Linked DNA regions of Mus musculus: region 1 is linked to region 2. A link is a contact called in public HiChIP or PLAC-seq data. All regions are on one chromosome and are shown on one strand. The core of a region is the stretch at or near the end of the contact, and the rest is flanking DNA. Distances in the headings are between cores, read along the strand shown.

Region 1 (5,852 bases), core at 376-2,875, 180 kb after region 2:
TTAGCTGGTATTTCTCTCCCTCTCTTTAATGAGCACCTATTGTGTAAGCTAGAGATCTGCTGAGCCTGGTATCTTTGTCCCAACTGTCCCTCCTTTAAGGTCTGGGAAACTCAGCAGGCCCCATGACAGTATATCTCTGGGCCAGGAAAATGTGGGGCATCCTTAGAAAACCACAGGGTTGGGGATTGGCAGGAGAATTGGGTCCATGGTCCTAATCACATCTCACAGTTGAACGGTATCATTCTCCTTGGCTTGGTGTCTTCTATGGGTCATACTCCTGCTTTGGAGACCTGCTTGGTACCTGTCTAGGCTGTGCTTGCAAAGACTGTAAGATCATGGGAGCCCACAATAGACCCTGAAAACCAACTCTAGAAAGTTGTCTTCTGCCTTCTGCATGCACAGTCACACAACACTAATTTAAAAGTTATGGAATACATATATATCTCCTTAATATTATCATATCTGTTTCTTATACCTTAAACAGACATAGACTAGGGTAACTGGGTGGATCCGTATGACAGGAGAGCGAGCTTAGGTAAGATATTCTAGAACCTGGCTCAGGGCTACTGAGAAGTAACGCCTGCTCTTTGCTGGCCCTTCTCTGTCCCTTTCCCTTCCTTCTAAATTCCAGAAAAGAAATACTCTGGTAGAACTGTTAGGCTTGGGTCCTCTGAACATGAGGACAGAGGAGTGAAAGTGGGGATTAAAGAACAGAAAAAAAAAATGAGTCAATATCTTTCATGGTTTTCTACTTGGAAATAACAGCTTCTAATAAGAGTCAGACTAAGTTCAGTTTAACAAACAATGGGCTTCTTTTCAACAAAGGCAGAATAAAAAGCAGCTTAAGGCCATGCTGAAATCTGGAGGCCCCATGAATGTCTGACGTCTTCTTGAGCAAAGCCTACCTATTTCAAAAGCCCATTGATGACTTTCAAAAGGCCGTCTGCACTCATTTTCAGCAGCACTGTCTCTTTTTCAATCTCTGAATTAATAAAAGTGGCCTTCAGAGCTCGAAATAGGAATCACAAGCACATGAATTGGCAGAATAATGGTGTCAGAGGTTCCCTGCTGCCCGTCAAAGGGGAGCAGAGTTTGGGGAACTTTGGGTTGCAGGGATATGATGCGCAGGAGGCAGACTGGGTAAGAGAAACTAAAATAGGAGTTTATCTGGATGGAGTGGCTTTGGGTCATGGAACATCTCCTTGGAGGAGTATTTGCATATTGACCAGTTTGTGGGTGGTTGAAGGAACTGGGGGCCCTGGAGTCTTAGCTTGGAAGGGCTTCATCAAAGCCTGAAAGAATGCAGGAGACTGCTTGGTCTACCAGGGAACCTCCCTCACCAATGGACCATTTAGAGGTCTGACAAGGATTGGCCCAGCTCCACCCCAAGGAGCAGCAGCTGCATGTGCCCTGTAGGTATGCTCACCTAACACCAGGTGTGTTTAACAGATGCAGACCCTAACGGGGCATCCTTTCATCAGAGATTTCTGTATCAGAATGGCTGGCATCACCAAATACTTCATCCCCCTGCTCAGAAGAGGTCAGATGTGTCACGTGTGACTTCATCCTTGTTGAATGTATGTCCTGCCCTGCTGGACTCCCTCCTGTGGCTGCATTAGCTCCTTTCTACTCACTCACCTAGAGGAAAGGGCCCATGTCTTGTGAGGCCATCCTCTCCTCCACTAAGGCGCCAGGAAGTACAGCCGCCATTCACTTACTGCCACCTAGTGGTCTTGCATTTCTTAGCACCCTCGTCCTTTAAGAGCTTTCTCTTGAATTTGCAGGCAACTTGAAAGGATACAAACACATCTGGGCAAATTGTTTTTGTTGTTTCAAGTGGAAGAATATAACTTGGCTGTGTTGGAGTTGATATCTGTTCTCTCTCTCCATCCCAACCCCTCCATCCGTCCCTCCCTCCCTCCAGAAATCAGATCTCTAAGTTCTTAGTTGTGAGAGAAGAGAGACAGTCATTAATGATGGGACAGTCAGGTACACTAGAGAGAGGCTATCCATTAGGGGATTTTGAGGGCAGTTTTGCTCTCTCTTTCCCAGGGATATTTGACCATGTCAAGGGACATTCACATGTGTCACAAATTATTGGAATTTGTGATTGCTTGCTACTGCTACTCAGCAGGAAGGGGCCAAGGATGCACATCCTTCATTGTGTAAGACAGCCCTGCACTAAAAATGAAGCTATATGGTTCAAAATGTCAGGTACTAAAATTGAGAAACCTGGTTGTCTAAAGTGAGCTAACACACTTCACTGTAGTACTGGTTCATACCCCCCTCTTAGGCTACCCCCAGCCCCCATCTTCTGCCTCCATCCTAATCTATCAGGACTCTCTCCCCTCTGTCTTTCTCTCCCTCCATTCCTGGTCACCAAGTGTGCACATTGTTCTCTTGGCTGGCATGAATACAACTGAAAGTTAAGAATGTATCAAGTGCCCACTCCACCCCCACCCGGGACCAATCTGAACCACAAATGACAGACACGGGAGAGCTCTCCCGTTGCTACCTTACATAGCCATGCAATATTGCAAAGCAAACTACTATCGACTGTGCTCCCACCTCCTCCTTGGAAGCTTAAGATAGGGCTGGGACACAGCAGAAAATGGGAGAGCCCCTGCTCCTGCACGTGTCCTTTCTGAGACCCTCCATGCTCAGTTCCATCTGCTCTCTGCCTCCCCACAGTGAGCTGGAGGACTTTGTTGAGGACTTGAAGAAGGACTCTTCCTCCACTGGCAGAGTGGTGACCCTGAAAGATGTGGAAGATGGGGCTTTCCTCCTGCGACAAGTGGGAGAAGCTGTGGCCACTCTCAAAGGTGAGCCTTCCACTGGAAGTGTGTTGCTTGGAATGTTTATGAAGCTTTCAGCTGGGCGGTGGTGGCGCACACCTTTAATCCCACCAATTGGGAGGCAGAGGCAGGCGGATTTCTGAGTTTAAGGCCAGCCTAGTCTACAGAGTGAGTTCCAGGACAGCCAGGGCTACACAGAGAAAAACCTGTCTCGAAAAACCAAAAAAAAAAAAAAAAAAAAAAAAAAAAATCAAAAACCAAAAAAACCGAAGAAGCTTTCAAATCTGGACCTACCATCCCATCCTACTTGGGAGGCTGAGGCAGGAGGATCCCTTAAAGTCAGTTGAGACCAGATTAGGGAAACAGTAATACTTTGTTTCAAATAGACATGTAAATAAATAAACAATCCTTCAAACAGTAAAAGATTCATTCAAGACTTCTTAGAGGACCTTTATAAAGGATGCTGAAGATGGAAACTAAACCATACAACTAAAACTTTCCCTTTTACTGAACTTACAGACATACCAAACTCGTTGAAAACAAACCCTAACTTTTTAGCCTTATCCATAATACACAGGGAATGGACCCAGAGGGGCTGTGACCTTATCCAAGGTCACTCAGTTTGACCATAAGATTTCACCCCGTTGCTTCCCGACTTGGTATTTCTCTGTGCTACCCTAGGTCACAGGAGTGGGGTGGGCATTGTCACTCTGCCTTCCTATTCTAAAAATCACTGCTGGTTTGGCCTGTAGGAGAATTTCCAACTTTGCAAAATAAGATGCGTGCTGTCCTGCGCATAGAAGTTGAGGCAGTAAGGTTCCTGAAGGAAGAGCCACACAAGCTGGACAGTCTCCTGAAGCGTGTGAGGAGCATGACAGATGTCTTGACGATGTTGCGGAGGTAATGTCACTGCCATGGTCCTGATGGGGTGGTTTGCCAGGAGGGGTCGCTCAAAGGCTGGTGTACATACAGGTCACGGGCTTTAAGAACCTACTCTTAGTATCATCATGACTTATCACTCTTTATTTATGGCATCCTGAGGAGAACCCTCAACTGTTTCAGCCCCCAAATGTTCGTTGCAATATGGCTTGAGGGTATAATTCCTCAGCATAGACTTTTGCATTGGCTCCATCCTAGGCTTTTAAATTACTAGTCATATGTTGGGCTTTTTTTTTTTTTTTTACTAGTTGGAATACTCTGACTTATAGGTGTAAGTAATATTTTAGTTTGAATTGAGTTTTTTGTCACTTCTTTTTCTAATCTTGCGATTAGATCACATCACAGATTAAGAACACTACAGATTTTATTTACATATTTCTATTACAATTAATCATGTGTTATAAATGTACACATGAATTAAAATAACAAAGATTTACACACAGTATTTTCATCTCATACATATGTTGGGCTTTAATGATAGTATATGCACCTGGATTTGATCCCCACTATTTTGAAGACTTAACAATAAATTTAAAAATAAAATTAAATACATAAATAAGTCTTTTATTTGTTTTGTAATAGTTTATGGATGAAGAACAAACTAAAGCACTGTTAGCCTCCTTCACCTTGAGGGCAAGGAGACTTAAAATCGAGACTCTAAGCCAAGTGTTTATCTACTGGAAGGGTATCTGAGAGCATACTGGTCCCACCCAGGAAAGAAGCTGAGCACCCCTAAGTGGACCCGCTCATCAAAGATCATTCCTGTGAAGAGAGATCTGGAGAAAACACTGTCTGATCTGTAGCTTTCAATGAATAATGAATCTCATACCCAGCATAAACATGCTTACAAAGGCTGTGGTGTAGCTCAGTAGTAGAACACTTGCCTAAGATGTGCTCAGCCATGAACACCAACACACACACACACATGGGGGGGGGGGGGTGGAAGAGAGGAGAAGGGGAGGGGGAGAGAAGTGGGGAGGCGGGGAGGGGGAGAGAGAGAGAGAGATTTCCTTCCAGGCAGAAGTAATATATCAGGTATGTCAGAAACTTTTGTAAAAATTTTGTTTCCTGGCTGTAATTGCCCTGGCACAGTGGTTCTCAACCTTTGGAAGTCAAACAACCCTTTCCCAGTAGTCATATTATCAGGTGTCCTGCATATCAGTTATTTACATAACAATTCATTACAGTAGCAAAACAATTTTATGTTTGGGGACTCACCATAATGTGAGGAGCTGTATTAAAGGGCCACAGCATTAGGAAGGTTGAGAACCACTGCTCTATCAAGTGTAGAAGAGAATTCATTGGCATGCAGCTAACTTTAAGGTAGATAAAGTGGATTACTAATCATAGGAAGTGTAGTTGACTTTTCTAGCAATAACCAACCCCAACTAATAACTCCACGAAGCAGGTATATAGTCAACTGCAGAAAACCCAGATGCCAAAGGAATTCTAAGTCCACATAGACCATCCAGGTTCCCAAAAGGTCATTCATTTTCACGTATCAAGTGACTTTTTTACTCCACAACAATAGAAATGGGTTAAAGTACTTCTTTGTTAAGCTGTTGCCCAAATGTTATAGACCTTGAACTCTAAAATAAGCCAGCCTCATTAAAGGAAAACAGTGGCCTGAGGGAGCAGCATCTCTTCTGGAAAACAGTTACAGGGTGTTCTTATACCCAACACTGCCATTGTCAGGATTTGTCTTAGAACCAGGGAAATCAGAGCTTGAAGAAGACGGGATCGCATGATTAAGCTCTTCAAAGACTCAGAGATTGAAGCGCCCAAGAGGGGCTATCTTGCTTGTTTGTTTGTTTGTTTGTTTGTTTGTTTGTTTGTTTTTCTAGAAAGAGTTTCTCTGTGCAGCCCTGGCTGTCCTGGAACTCACTCTATAGACCAGGTCAGTCTTGAACTCAGAGATTGGCCTGCTTCTTCCTTCCTAGTGCTGGGATTAAGGTTGTCCACCACAAGGCCCAGCTATAAGAAGGTGCCATCTTTACTGCCACCAATACATTATATCAAAGTACCTGAGACTCAAAAATGGCAATGTCTCTTGAATTCCAGAACATGTTACAACTGATACAAACACAGGGCTGTGTCTACTTCCAAAGATCTACTGTA
Region 2 (5,787 bases), core at 1,258-3,757:
AAGAGGGGGAGAGAGAGAGAGAGAGAGAGAGAGAGAGAGAGAGAGAGAGAGAGAGAGAGAGAGAAAGAGAAAGAGGAAAAGGGGGGAAGAAGGAAGAAAGGGAGGGTGGGAGAGAGGGAGGAAGAGAGCAAAATGTCTGGATTATGTATCGAGGAGTCTCTTGAAAAAGGACAGCCCAGCCCTGAGGCTGGGACGTGCAAGTTTGGAGGCAGGTTATTCCAAGTAGGGACTGAGGGATGCTGGGAGAAGATGGAGGTCAGGTCTGCTTTGATATGCAAAATATGCACTCAGTGCCTTGTCCTTGGGTCTGACACCAAACTGGGGACCATTACCTATAGTATTGTACTTAGAGGTTTACATCAGAACTGGTTTTGATCAGACTCCCCTGTTAGTATATCCCACCACAGTGTTCAACAATGAGCCCATTTCATTTTGCTTTTGAACCCCATATAGGAACGGAGGGGGATTTCCACTGGATGTGTTTCTCTTGGACACTTTATAAATTTGCTTATTATTTAAGTAAAAGGGATTTTTTTTAAATCTATTGTTTGAAGTGGACACTTTCTAGCATGTAGAGAAAGTCTAGACCCTTAAATAAAGTGAAATACCACAGGTGGGCTTTTGTTTAGTGATTCAAAGTTTAGTGAGACCATGAGTTCCCTAGCTTTTTGAGCAAAGATGCTTGAAAAAGGGTCTCGGGTTTTCTAACCAGCAAAGGCTTGCCATATCATTACAGGAAACATAGTTAAGTCACTAAAATGTAGTCTAGATGGTATAAGATTCATCTAAATTATTATAATGGAATGAGAAATAATGTTGATCTCATTGGAATGGGAGTTAAATTGTCTTTACCATTTGCTGAGGAAGTTGTTCAGCTGGTCAAAAACTTTTAAAAGATGCCAGTGACCTGAGACTTAGACTCCCCTCCCCCACCCCCATTATTTTCTTCTCTTCTCACACTCTACTCACCTGGTACTGTTGTGTCCGGCCAGCAGACCACAACCTGGGTTCTAGCCTGGAAAGGCATTTTGGAAACCTGGAAGAGAAGAGGGGCTAGGTGGCGAGAGAAAGGAATGTAGCCAAGACAGTTACGCTGATCAAGGCTCAAATTTTATTGTTGCGACACTAGTTATGAAGGAAGGGGGAGGGGACCCGATTCCCGCCGAATAATCTCAGGTCCAGTAGAAAGGTGCACGTGTGTGGCTCCTCAGGTTCCAGCAGTGGGCGTGGCAGAACGAATGAGCAGGAAGCTCCACCCCTGAGCAAGCAGGTTTCAGGCTGGGGGAGGAGAGACTACATGGTACCCTAGTCTCTGGTCACTTAAGCCTTCCTGAAGACAAGCATGGTTCTAGATCTAAAGAAACCCTACTCACTCACTCACTCACTCACTCACTCACTCACTCACATCTAAAGAAACCCTAGTCACTCACTCACTCACTCACTCACTCACTCAATAAATAACTAAAGTTGAGTTCATATAGCTATAACAGGGTAGGGAGAAGAGTAGGGATGAAGTGGGCATGCTGACACCCACCTACAGTTAAATGTCCCCTCATACCGTTTTAAAAGCCTGTTGCAAGAGTGGGAGGTAGACCTGGGAGGCCTTAGCATGAAGAGTAGGAGGTTAATATGACCAAAATATATTGTATGAATTATGAAATTCTCAAAGAATTAATAAAAATGAAATCAGGGTTCAACCTTCATTATTTTCCTCCCTAAAGTTTTTGGTTATTTAATACATTGTCTGCTGAGCGCGTGTCCCGGAACTTCATGAGCAGGAGGGAGGTCCCCTTCCTCTTTTGAAGGATGCCTGTTTGGTTTGCTGACATAAATGGCAACAGGTGTGTTAACAGGCAAAACACAAGGTAATGGGTCCATGAGCATGAAAGTCTTTCAAAAACACATAACTCAAATATCCCCTTGGTAGGGAAGTGAGAAATGGAGATGTGTTGTGGGTGATTTCAAAAGTTAATAAAGGATATTTTTAGAAAATTGAATGAGCCTCCAAAGAATAGATAGACAATAGTGTGTGAATTAAGTTGGCCAGAAAACCAATTAAAAGTCTGTCTGAGTGTGGTGGGGCCCCTTCGTCTTTGTTTCTATGCTGTGAAGTTAATTGTGACTGATTTAAGAAAATTTCTGGAAGGGAGTAAAGGCCATTGTGTTCATTTTGGAGGAGCCTCAAATATGGGAACTTCAGAGAGAGAGAGAGAGAGAGAGAGAGAGAGAGAGAGAGAGAGAGAGATCCCTGCTGGGGTTGGAAACAGAAGGTCAGAAAAATCTCTGGTCCTGAGGATGTCTGGAAGGCTGCCTTTTGTTCAAAGAACTCAGCATGCTAAAGTGTGGGGGCTCCGAGCTCCAGCCTTAGAAATACATGCTCCTAACCTCCATACTAGATTAGCTGAATGGGAATTCAACCTCAACAAAGCTCTTAGGTGATTATGGTTCACAGGAATCAAACATTTATGTGTACATAGCACAGGGCCTCCTCCTGTGCAGCAAGAACTCTGAATGTCTGCTGGATGACTAATGAATGAATTGCATAGAGGGTGTGGCCCAGAGGAGATCGTTTCCTATACAATCCTTTTCAGTTTTAGAAAACTGTAGCCCCTTCTTTGCCTTTAGTATCCCTGATTTATTAGTTACCCATCACCTTTGATTATCTATTGTCATTTTCATGCAGGTACTTTTGACATGAACAAGTATAGAGAGTAACTGTGTGAATTGTTTCCAGTTATAGATTATGAACGTAACCCCCTGACTGTCTCATCGAAGAGTAAACACTCACGTGTGCCTCATTTGATCATCTTAGCTGTGGTATTTGGAACTAAGTAGCAAAGACGATGTAAAGGTTAAGAGGATGTTCTCTGTCATGGTGTCAAAAGCTGAGTATTCCAGCTCACACATCTTTGCTAATAACCACAGAAGGAGATGGCAGGGTAGCATGCCTGGATTTTCAAAACAGGAGAGGATTTGACAGTGAAGTCTTCTCAGCTGTCTGGGAATGAAACAGGAAGCAGAGAAGCATGAAATGTGAGGAGGTGAGCCTGCCTCAGCCTGGATGATGCTAGAGAAAAGTGCCAGTCACCGTGCTGCATTGTGGGAATTCGCGGGGTCACTTTGCTTGTAAGAGTAATCGGGATAGTGACATTTTGTGTGCACAGGCCAGAGACACAAAGTGTCTGCAAGGCATAGAGTAGTTTTTCACATTATGAAGATCTGAACTGTCTGTGTGAGGCCACGACTTTAGAATGCTTGGCCAGGTGTTTTGGAGATAGAAAATTCTGATATTAATACCATTATATAGGTGTGTGTGTGTGTGTGTGTGTGTGTGTGTGTGTGTAAAAAGCCAAAAGACGAGGCTTATTAATGCATTCATATTGTGACAAGGGACAAAGAAACCTACTGTACCTTCAATAAATTTTTATGTAAACAAAACCATGCTAAATATTGCTGAATTTCCCAAGGATACAGGCAGCACAAAATATGAATGTTTGCAGGGTTTTTTTTTTTTTTTTTTTTTAGAACTTGATATGTTTACTTTTAAGATAAACACATCTCTGCTCATACCAGTGTGCATGTAGGATGCTGTCATCCAAAAATGTTTTGTTTTTTATCTGTTTTTTCTGAGATAGGGTCTTAATATGGAGTGGTGGCTGGTGGGGAACTATATAGCCCAGACTGCCCTCAAACTTAAGAGCCCCCAGGCTCTATCTCTAGGGTGCTAAGACATTGGTGAAAGGGCTGGCGAGATGGCTCAGTGGTTAAGAGCACTGACTGCTCTTCCGAAGGTCTTAAGTTCAAATCCCAGCAGCCACATGGTGGCTCACAGCCATCATTTCTGCCCCACTGTCCGAACAAATGATATCAGGTTTGAAGGATGGCTTTCCCTTGTCACCTCTCCAATCACTTAACCCCAAAGTTTGAGGATCCCTGCTTATATGCATATATATACTCCAAGCCCCTGGACACAGACATTCCATCCCTGACCTGCACAGTCAAAGTCTTGCAATCTGGGTCTGACTCATAAACTAAAGGCTCTCTTTGTTTTTACATCGGACTTGCAATTCCTGGCGTTCTTCTGGGGCTTCACAAAACCAGCTTGTCTTCTTTTATCTTGTGATGTGCTGCTTAACCCTGAGAAGGTACATACCAAAACATGTCTTAGTGTATATACAGTTCCATCTTTTATTTTTTTCTTTATGTATGTATGTACTTGTAGGCATGGTGTCATTAACAACAAACTCAGACAGAGCTAATGCTAACCTTAAACTCCCGATCCTGCAGTGCACTCATGAATGCTAGGATAACAGCTGTGTGTTGCTACTACATACCTGTGTTTTTATTCATGTAACATGTCATCATAATTATTTTTTAAAATTTAAGTATGAGGCTCTTTTTAAAAAAATTAACTATGTCTCAGGGCATAGGGAAGTAAGTATTGGGCTGAAGGTTTGAGAATGCTCCACCTAGACAGCCTCAGTAGTCTTTGTCAAAGGCTACCCGTAAAGACTTCAACTTAATGAATGTAAGAATTAGGAAGAATCATCTTTCAGGGGGCAGGAAGCTGAGGGGTAAGCTCGGTGCTGGTGACTGTAGTGAGAAGTCATGGGGCTCAACACACTAATGTCGGACATTCTTCTTGCCACTCTCTACCGCGTGGGCTTCATAACTGCCCTGATTCTTGCCTCTGCTGTCCTATCAAAGTGAGAATGGACATGACAGATAGTGCTTTTAAAGCACATGGCAGAGAGATGCAGAAATTGCTAGAAATCATGACTTATATAATAGTCTTATGTTGTGTAGCTCTTTGGAAATGGAAAATAAAGACGCTATTTCATTGGCTACCACAGGCATTGCCGGAGTTCCCCATGATTTCTTAGGGCTAAGGTCTTGGATGCAGGTTATCAGATTCAGTACTTGTTTTTATTTTTTGAGTTTACTTATTTCTAGCTTAGATGGGAAACGCTATTTCTCCTAGCCTTCTCTTATGCTGTAATCATTCCCCTACATTAAGCCTGCAGCCCCAGTATGGTAGTCCTCTGTTTCTGTATCAAATGCTTGAGATAATCAACTTACAAGAAAAAGGTTAATTTTGGCTTGCAATTTTGTGAATTCAGTTGAATGACAGTGGCCTGTGAAAGAATCTAGTTCAGTTTATGAGCCCCAGCTGGACTAGATCTCACTGTGTAAACCAGGTTGGCCTAAAATTCACAAAGATCGATTTTCTTTGCCTCCCAAGTTCTGTGATTAAAGGCATTGTATTACCAGAGCCAGCAAGATGTGTGTTGTGAGGTTGTCTTAACAGCTGCTTCTGTAGGACTTCTCCAGCATTTGATTCCTTTCTTCCTTCCTTCCTTCCTTCCTTCCTTCCTTCCTTCCTTCCTTCCTTTCTTTCTTTCTTTCTTTCTTTCTTTCTTTCTTTCTTTCTTTCTTTCTTTCTTTCTTAAGCATTTTAGTTCACCATTGCTTTATTGTCCCCATGTTACAACTATCCCCAATGGTACAGAACAGACTTAGAACTTCCCTTCATTTTGTTTTTGCATGGGGGTTTGCTGCACATCCACTTGGGGCTATACTATTTGCCTTGAAGCACCTTCCAACAGCTCTTCCTAATAGCTTGGGGGAAAGCTTCTCTGAGACAAGGACTTCCTGTACTGCAAAGCCTGGTGTGCTGAAGAAAGCTCCCGGCAGAATAAAGTCCCATGGCTTCAGGGGCAGGGGTTGCAGACGGGTGTGTACCTTGGTGTTGCTGGAACATGTCTACATAAAGACTGGGAAGGGAGC

The links. HiChIP or PLAC-seq counts read pairs in DNA pulled down with a chosen protein or histone mark.
Region 1: an H3K27ac HiChIP or PLAC-seq map of embryonic stem cells shows a contact between it and region 2, with 2.5 times the contacts expected there. The contact joins two enhancer-like sites. A contact is called at or near these places in 2 of 484 Hi-C or Micro-C datasets (cerebral cortex and embryonic stem cells) and 4 of 115 datasets of contacts at active chromatin or transcription factors (embryonic stem cells and pancreatic cancer cells).

The regions. Positions count from the first base shown.
Region 1 is chr2:20,778,251-20,784,102 of GRCm38.p6, forward strand. It overlaps Etl4 (enhancer trap locus 4), which reads left to right. Exons shown (of 22, transcript NM_001081006.1): 12 at 2,692-2,822; 13 at 3,548-3,695. Among named protein-coding and RNA genes, the nearest start is that of Arhgap21, 190 kb to the right of the region's middle. Within about 2 kb of position 1,626, at least 18 of the 459 cell types and tissues checked have an H3K27ac peak or open chromatin away from gene starts, as enhancers often do. A contact at or near this core is called in embryonic stem cells, where this site is marked.
Region 2 is chr2:20,594,919-20,600,705 of GRCm38.p6, forward strand. All of the region lies in intron 3 of Etl4 (enhancer trap locus 4), which reads left to right. Among named protein-coding and RNA genes, the nearest start is that of Gm17171, 260 kb to the left of the region's middle. Within about 2 kb of position 2,508, at least 24 of the 459 cell types and tissues checked have an H3K27ac peak or open chromatin away from gene starts, as enhancers often do. A contact at or near this core is called in embryonic stem cells, where this site is marked.